Regions from separate parts of the Sus scrofa genome. Here region 1 is linked to region 2. Evidence: chromatin contacts called from public Hi-C data. All regions are on one chromosome and are shown on one strand. The core of a region is the stretch at or near the end of the contact, and the rest is flanking DNA. Distances in the headings are between cores, read along the strand shown. Region 1 holds the start of PWWP2A (PWWP domain-containing protein 2A). Region 2 overlaps LOC106506541 (a long non-coding RNA gene).

Region 1 (3,035 bases), core at 524-3,023, 64 kb after region 2:
TAGCCTGCAGGAGATAAACTATTTTGTTCAATGGATGAGTGAAACATTCATGCACTTGCAAAAACCTGGTTTCTATAGCATCTGTGTGATCTTTAAGAAGACCACTTTATTTATTTATGCTTTTTCAGGGCTGAACCTGTGGCACATGGAAGTTCCCAGGCCAGTGGGTGAATTGGAGCTGCAGCTGCCAGCCTATGCAACAGCCAAGACTCACCAGATCCAAGCTGCATCTGTGACCTACACTAAGCTGACAGCAACACTGAGATCTTTAACCCACTGAGTAAGGCCAGGGGTCGAACCTGCATCCTCATAGATACTAGTCGGTTTTGTTTCCACTCAGCCACAAGGGGAACTCCCTCAATTTCTTTATTTATAAAATGGGGTTAATAGTACCTGCTTTATAGGAGTGTTATAAGGATGAAATGAGATATTATACTAAGTGTTTGTATTAATGCCTACACGTAGGAGGTGCTCAATAAACATTAGCTGTAAGTAATCTTTAGAATTTCATTTTTCACTCCACCTAAAGCTGGTAACTTTTCTCTCTTTGCTGTAGGCATTCTCAGTGCCTACAGTCTCTTCTGGAGAAAAGACTCAATCTGAGGTGCAATTAGTCAGAAATGGGTTCAATAGATTCTTCTACACAAGTGAAGAAACAAAATGGGAACAGAGAAGTAGGAGCATTAGGGCGGTGAAGAGAGAGGATTTTTTGCACCTGTGGCATAGGAGAGGCCCGGAACGAAAAAAGCTGGAGCAAGGAGCCAGGTGTCACCACTTTCCAAAAAGTAGTGTTCACAAGAAAGTCCAGGACTGCTCTCTGACATACATTAAGCTGACAATCATCAGCTTAATCTAGTGTGCATGGTGTCCTTCCTGTTTTCTTCCTTCCTTTCTCTCTCCTTCCCTCTTCCTTTCCCTGCGCCTGAGGCCTATGTAAGTTGTCTGGCCAGAGATTGAACTCAGGCCGTGGCAGCGACCCAGGCTGCTTCAGTGACACTTTAGGATTCTTAATGCCCTCCTTCGCAAGAGATTCGTTAGCATTTTCCTACTTTGGAATAAGTAGGTGCATTGTTCCTAGAAAGTAGAGCGACGTCGAGGAAACACTTTTTGTGGGAGCTTGAGCAGCTGCAGTGAGGTTATGGGAATGTCTTACACATTATTCTATTCTATTCCCGTGCAAGTGCCTTGCATGGTAGGAGCTCAAAAACTGTTTTTTAGAATTATCTTCAAACTTTTAGTTGTCCCTCTCAAAGAAGCCTGTGCCCACACGCGGCAGCAAGCAGGTCTGCGCCTAGAAATAACATTTATTCTAAGGACCTCTGCGCAGGGATTCCTGGGAGGCGGTTCCCCTCCCTTATTACTTCGTTTCTCCACCCCTCGGTCGCCTTTGAAAGAGTAGGAACGCCACGTGATTCCCTCGTTTACTCCACCTCTGAAAAACCGGCTGATAATGGGCAGGAGGGTAGACCAACTGTAAGACGTTATTTTCTCCTCCAGCCAATAGAAAGAGGAGCTAAGTATAAGGCTCAGCTTCGGTGACTCCCCCGCCCCCTTTGAGCCCGTCCCCAACTCCTCCTCTAAGATACCACATTTGACAACTCGCCCGGCCAATGAGAAGTTCCTACTCTGCATGGGAGGGATGGACTGGGTGATAGACGTCCTGATTTGACCAGTGGAATGTCACAAGTGCGGGAGGGGTGTAGGACGGAACCAATGGCGCAGTGCCAATAGCGAGCATGGGGGGGGTAAGGGCGGGACAAAACTGTTAGCGTGAGGGCGGGGAAGGCCCGGGGAACCCAGCAGCGCTGCCGCCGCCGCCGCAGCAGCAGCCGGAGTTGGAGGAGGGAGAAGCCAGGAAGAAAATGGCGGCTGTGGCTGCAGAGGCGGCAGCGACTGCAGCGTCCCCCGGGGAGGGGGGCGCCGGCGAGGCCGAGCCGGAGATGGAGCCCATCCCCGGCAGCGAGGCCGGCACTGACCCGCTCCCGGTCACGGCCACTGAAGCATCTGTGCCGGACGCCGAGGCCGACGGGCAGCAGTCCTCTCCTCAGGCCGACGAGCCCCCGCTCCCGCCGCCACCGCCGCCGCCGGGGGAGCTCGCCTGCAGCCCGGAGGCGGCGGAGCTGGAGCTGGAGGCGGACGAACTGCCTGCCGGTGTTGTGGAGCTGACGGCAGCCGCGTCTCAGGAGGGGCCTGACCTTCCACCTTCCCCTGCACCGCCGCCCGAGCAGCCCCCAGCTCCCGAGGAGCGCCAGGAACTACCGCTGCCCCAGCCAGCAGCCCCTGCGCTCGTGCCGCCGGCGGGCGGGGACTCCGCGGTGTCGCAACTGATCCCCGGCTCGGAGGTGCGGGTCACGCTGGACCACATCATTGAGGACGCGCTCGTCGTGTCGTTCCGCCTCGGGGAGAAGCTCTTCTCGGGGGTCCTGATGGATCTGTCCAAAAGGTACCGCGTCCTCCCCAGCACGCCCCCGGGCGCCCCGGCCCCCACGGTCCCCGGGGAGGGATCGAGCCTGGGCGGCCCCTTCACTTCGGGCTCCCGCCTCTTAGGCGCCCTGCTGCCTGTACCGCCCTTGGGTCCCGCGCGGCGCGTGGCGCGTGCTCCGAGAGGGGCAGGCGCGTGGGGCCGCAGGAGGGCGGGCCCTGCCCCAGGTGGACGCCCGCGAGTGCAGGTGTCCCGCCGGGTCGGGGGCGCGGGTGTTGACGGCCTTGCGGGTCTCACCCCCAGCCTCGGCCTTTTCCTATGACCTGGCCCTGGCTCACCCACACAAGGGTGGATGGGTTAATGCAAAATGCAGAAGGCTTTTTGCAGAGAACGGGGTGCTGGATGGGGGATACTGCCCTGTTCTCAAATTAGCCTTGAATGAGGTTGAAAAAAGGGGTGTGTGCTTTGGGACTCCCAAAAGGCTGTCACTCCTTATAAAGGGAAAAGCATTTATTAAAAATGAGATCCTTGACTGTTATTCTTAGTTAGAACTAATTCCCCCTAGATAAGTTCAGTATGGAAGCATATTTGGTTCATCATGATGATGGCTTTA
Region 2 (2,900 bases), core at 263-2,762:
GGCCTCTGGGAAAAGACCTGTTTCCTCTGCCTCTCAGACCATCCTGTACCCGCCATGGCATCTGCAATTAGGCCTGTGTCCAGGCTACGCATCCTTGCTGCTCTGGCCTGTCTAGGTCTCCCAGTACATCTCCTATGCTTTCTGTTTTGCTCTTCTAGCCACGCTGGCCCCTCCCTCTTCTTTTTTGGTTTCTTACATATTCCAATGTTTATGCCTGCCTCAGAACCTTCCCATGTGCTCTTCCCTCTACCTAAAAAGCTATTTCCCCAGATTTTCACCTGGCTGTGCTCTCATCCCAACTCTACTCCAGTATCACCTCCTTGGAGGGGTCCACAGGCCTACCCTCGCCCCACCCCCCATGGCTCCTGGCCACCACTCACCATCCTGTGACCTGTTAGCTCTCCTGCTCTTTCCTGTTTGTCTGCTCAGTTAGGTGTTTTCTGTCAGTCTTCCCTCTCTCCAAGGCAGGCTACGTGAGAGCAGGGATCTTATCTGCCTGGCTCTGGAGCTGTAGCCCCTGAACCTGGCACGTGGTAGGCCCTCAGTTACTTGTTGAATGAGAACATTTCTGGATCTCTTTTATCTGCCAGGCCCTGTCCAAAAAACTTTACGTGTGTTATCTGACAATCTCACAGCAGTAACCACGAGAAAGAAGCTGCAGCCTAGAGAGGTGATGTGACATGCTCAAGGTCATGTAGCCAGGAAGCGATGGAGCCTGAATTCAAACCAGTCTGCCCCTCGACACCACACTAGAATTACAATGAAGTGGTGATCCTCAGAGCAAACCCTCATGTTGCAGGAATGAATGAATGAACAAATTACAGACACCTGGACTCAGTGGCATGGCTGAATGACAATGTTTCCAGCTTTAAGGCGTTCACTGCCTTTATTTTCTTGGGTCTCTGTTTTTGGAATGGAGAGAGAACAGAGCGCTCTCATCAAATGAAGGACCGTTGCGTGCCAGGTATGGTACCCAGTGGCCCTTGGGGTTATCTGCTCTGGACAGAGTGGCTGCCATGTCAGTCTGGGCAGAGGGGTGACCCCAGGGAGAATCTTGGTAGCTGGGGGCTCTCCCAGGGGCAGCTCTGCTATCTTGTGAGAGCCATGGCTCTGGCTGGCTGCCCACTGGCCTGCCAGCCAGAGCTCCCTAGCTCATCAATCACGCCGCTGTGCTCTGCCTGGCTGGATCTCAGAGGAAGACAAGTCAGTGAAGATGGAACAGGCCGCAGGCTGAGGAGGGAGTGGGGAAGACACTGTGGGGTGGGGGGTGGGGGCAGAGGCCCCAAGAGACAGCTGAGGACTAGATCAATCCCCTCTGCTAAGGAGGGTCGATCAGGGGAGGAGGCAGGGGCAGGGTTCCCACTGGAAAAGCGGTGGGGTGAGCAGGGAGGTGGAGAAGAGGGCCGGTATGGGCGGGGGTGGTGCCCGCAGCAGCGGAAATCCAGTCTCCCCTGGTGCCCCGCCTGCCTCCAGCAGCCCCAGGGAGTGGACAGACAGCTCTGGGAAGGGGGGCAGCCCATGGCGGCTGATTGACGGCAGGCTCAGCTGCTCTCCAGCACTGCTGTGGCTCCCTGTGGCCCGGCTTCCCGGCACCCACTGTGTCCCCCTCCCTGCGGGGAGGGAAGCGGCAGGAGAAGCTGGGGCCTCTCGTCTTCATCCTTCCCTCTCCTTCCTCAGATTGAGCCTCTTGAGATTGGAATTGCGCTGTCTCCCTGGAGAGGCTCTGTGGAAAGTCAGGATGTCTGCGCCGAAGACTCCTTGGAGATCTTCTTGTCCAGAGAGGCAAATCCACAGGCTCTTGTTTTTGTTTTGCTTTTCAGTCTACACATGAAAAAAAAAAAAAAAAAAAAAAAAAAATCCAGTTGCCAGTGTTAAAACAGGAATGGATTGCACATGAAAATCTGATTTCTGGATTCTATTTAAAAATCTAACAATCTGGCAACGCTGAGCAGGCTTTCCCAGGGCTGAGCCCACCACGCCCACTTCTCCCCTCTGTGTTACTGATCAGGCCCCTGTGGGCTGTGAGTTCCCACTCCTCCCCTGTTCCCCTACTCCTCATGGGGGAAGGTGAGGCCCACGGGGGGCAGGGAGCGAGAGCAGGTTCCCAGGGGCTAGCCCAGGGCCAGAGAGGCCTCCCGGTTTCATATCCCGGGGCTGCCTTTTGTGAGGGGTGATCTTGGGCAGTAACCAAAGAACCCCTCAGAGCTTCAGTTTTCCCATCTCTGAAACGGAGATGACTACAGTGAACTTGTGAGAAATAAATGAGATACTGCACATTTTACATTTAGCACCATCCCTGTATGGTTACAAGGAAGATATTACTAATTTTGAGTAGGTAATATATGTGATCTATGTTCATAATGTGTGTTCTAGGAAGTGCCCTTGTGGCACAGTGGGTTAGGGATCCAGCATTGATGCAGCTGTGGCTCAGGCTGCAACTACAGCACGGATTCGATCCCTGGCCTGGGAACTTCCACATGCCATAAGAGCAGCCAAGAAAAAAATACACACACACACACACACAATGTGGTCTAGTTAATATTCACACCCATGCACACACACACAACTACCCCCAAACTCAGGGGCTTGAAATAACAGTGTGTTATTGTCTCTTGCAATGTTTTATTGTCTCTTCTATGTGCTGATTTGGTTCACATGGGTGGTTCTCACTTAGGGTCTCTGAAGTTGTTGTGGTCACATGGCAGCTGAGGGTGCAGTCATGTGAATGCTCGACTGGGGCTGAACTTCCAAGAGACCTCATGTCAGCTGGAGCTGGAGGTCAGGTGGTTCTGTGGACCGCAGCGCCCATACAGGGCCCCTCCAAGTGGCTTGGACTTCTCCCAGCGGTGGCTGGAGAATGAGAGGAAAGTGTCCCAGATGTAGCTGCATCACTTTTTATT

What was found. A called contact is a pair of places that touch in the nucleus more often than the background predicts.
Region 1: a Hi-C map of retroperitoneal adipose tissue shows a contact between it and region 2, with 1.5 times the contacts expected there. The contact joins the promoter of PWWP2A here to the enhancer-like site in region 2. A contact is called at or near these places in 7 of 47 Hi-C or Micro-C datasets (embryonic fibroblasts, fibroblasts, heart right ventricle and 4 more) and 1 of 2 datasets of contacts at active chromatin or transcription factors (skeletal muscle).

Annotation. Positions count from the first base shown.
Region 1 is chr16:63,408,125-63,411,159 of Sscrofa11.1, forward strand. It overlaps PWWP2A (PWWP domain-containing protein 2A), which reads left to right and starts at 1,774. Exons shown (of 4, transcript XR_002339711.1): 1 at 1,774-2,443.
Region 2 is chr16:63,344,584-63,347,483 of Sscrofa11.1, forward strand. It overlaps LOC106506541 (a long non-coding RNA gene), which reads left to right. Exons shown (of 4, transcript XR_002339716.1): 3 at 591-964; 4 at 1,678-2,886. Among named protein-coding and RNA genes, the nearest start is that of FABP6, 42 kb to the left of the region's middle. Within about 2 kb of position 1,513, at least 16 of the 83 cell types and tissues checked have an H3K27ac peak or open chromatin away from gene starts, as enhancers often do. A contact at or near this core is called in retroperitoneal adipose tissue and subcutaneous adipose tissue, where this site is marked.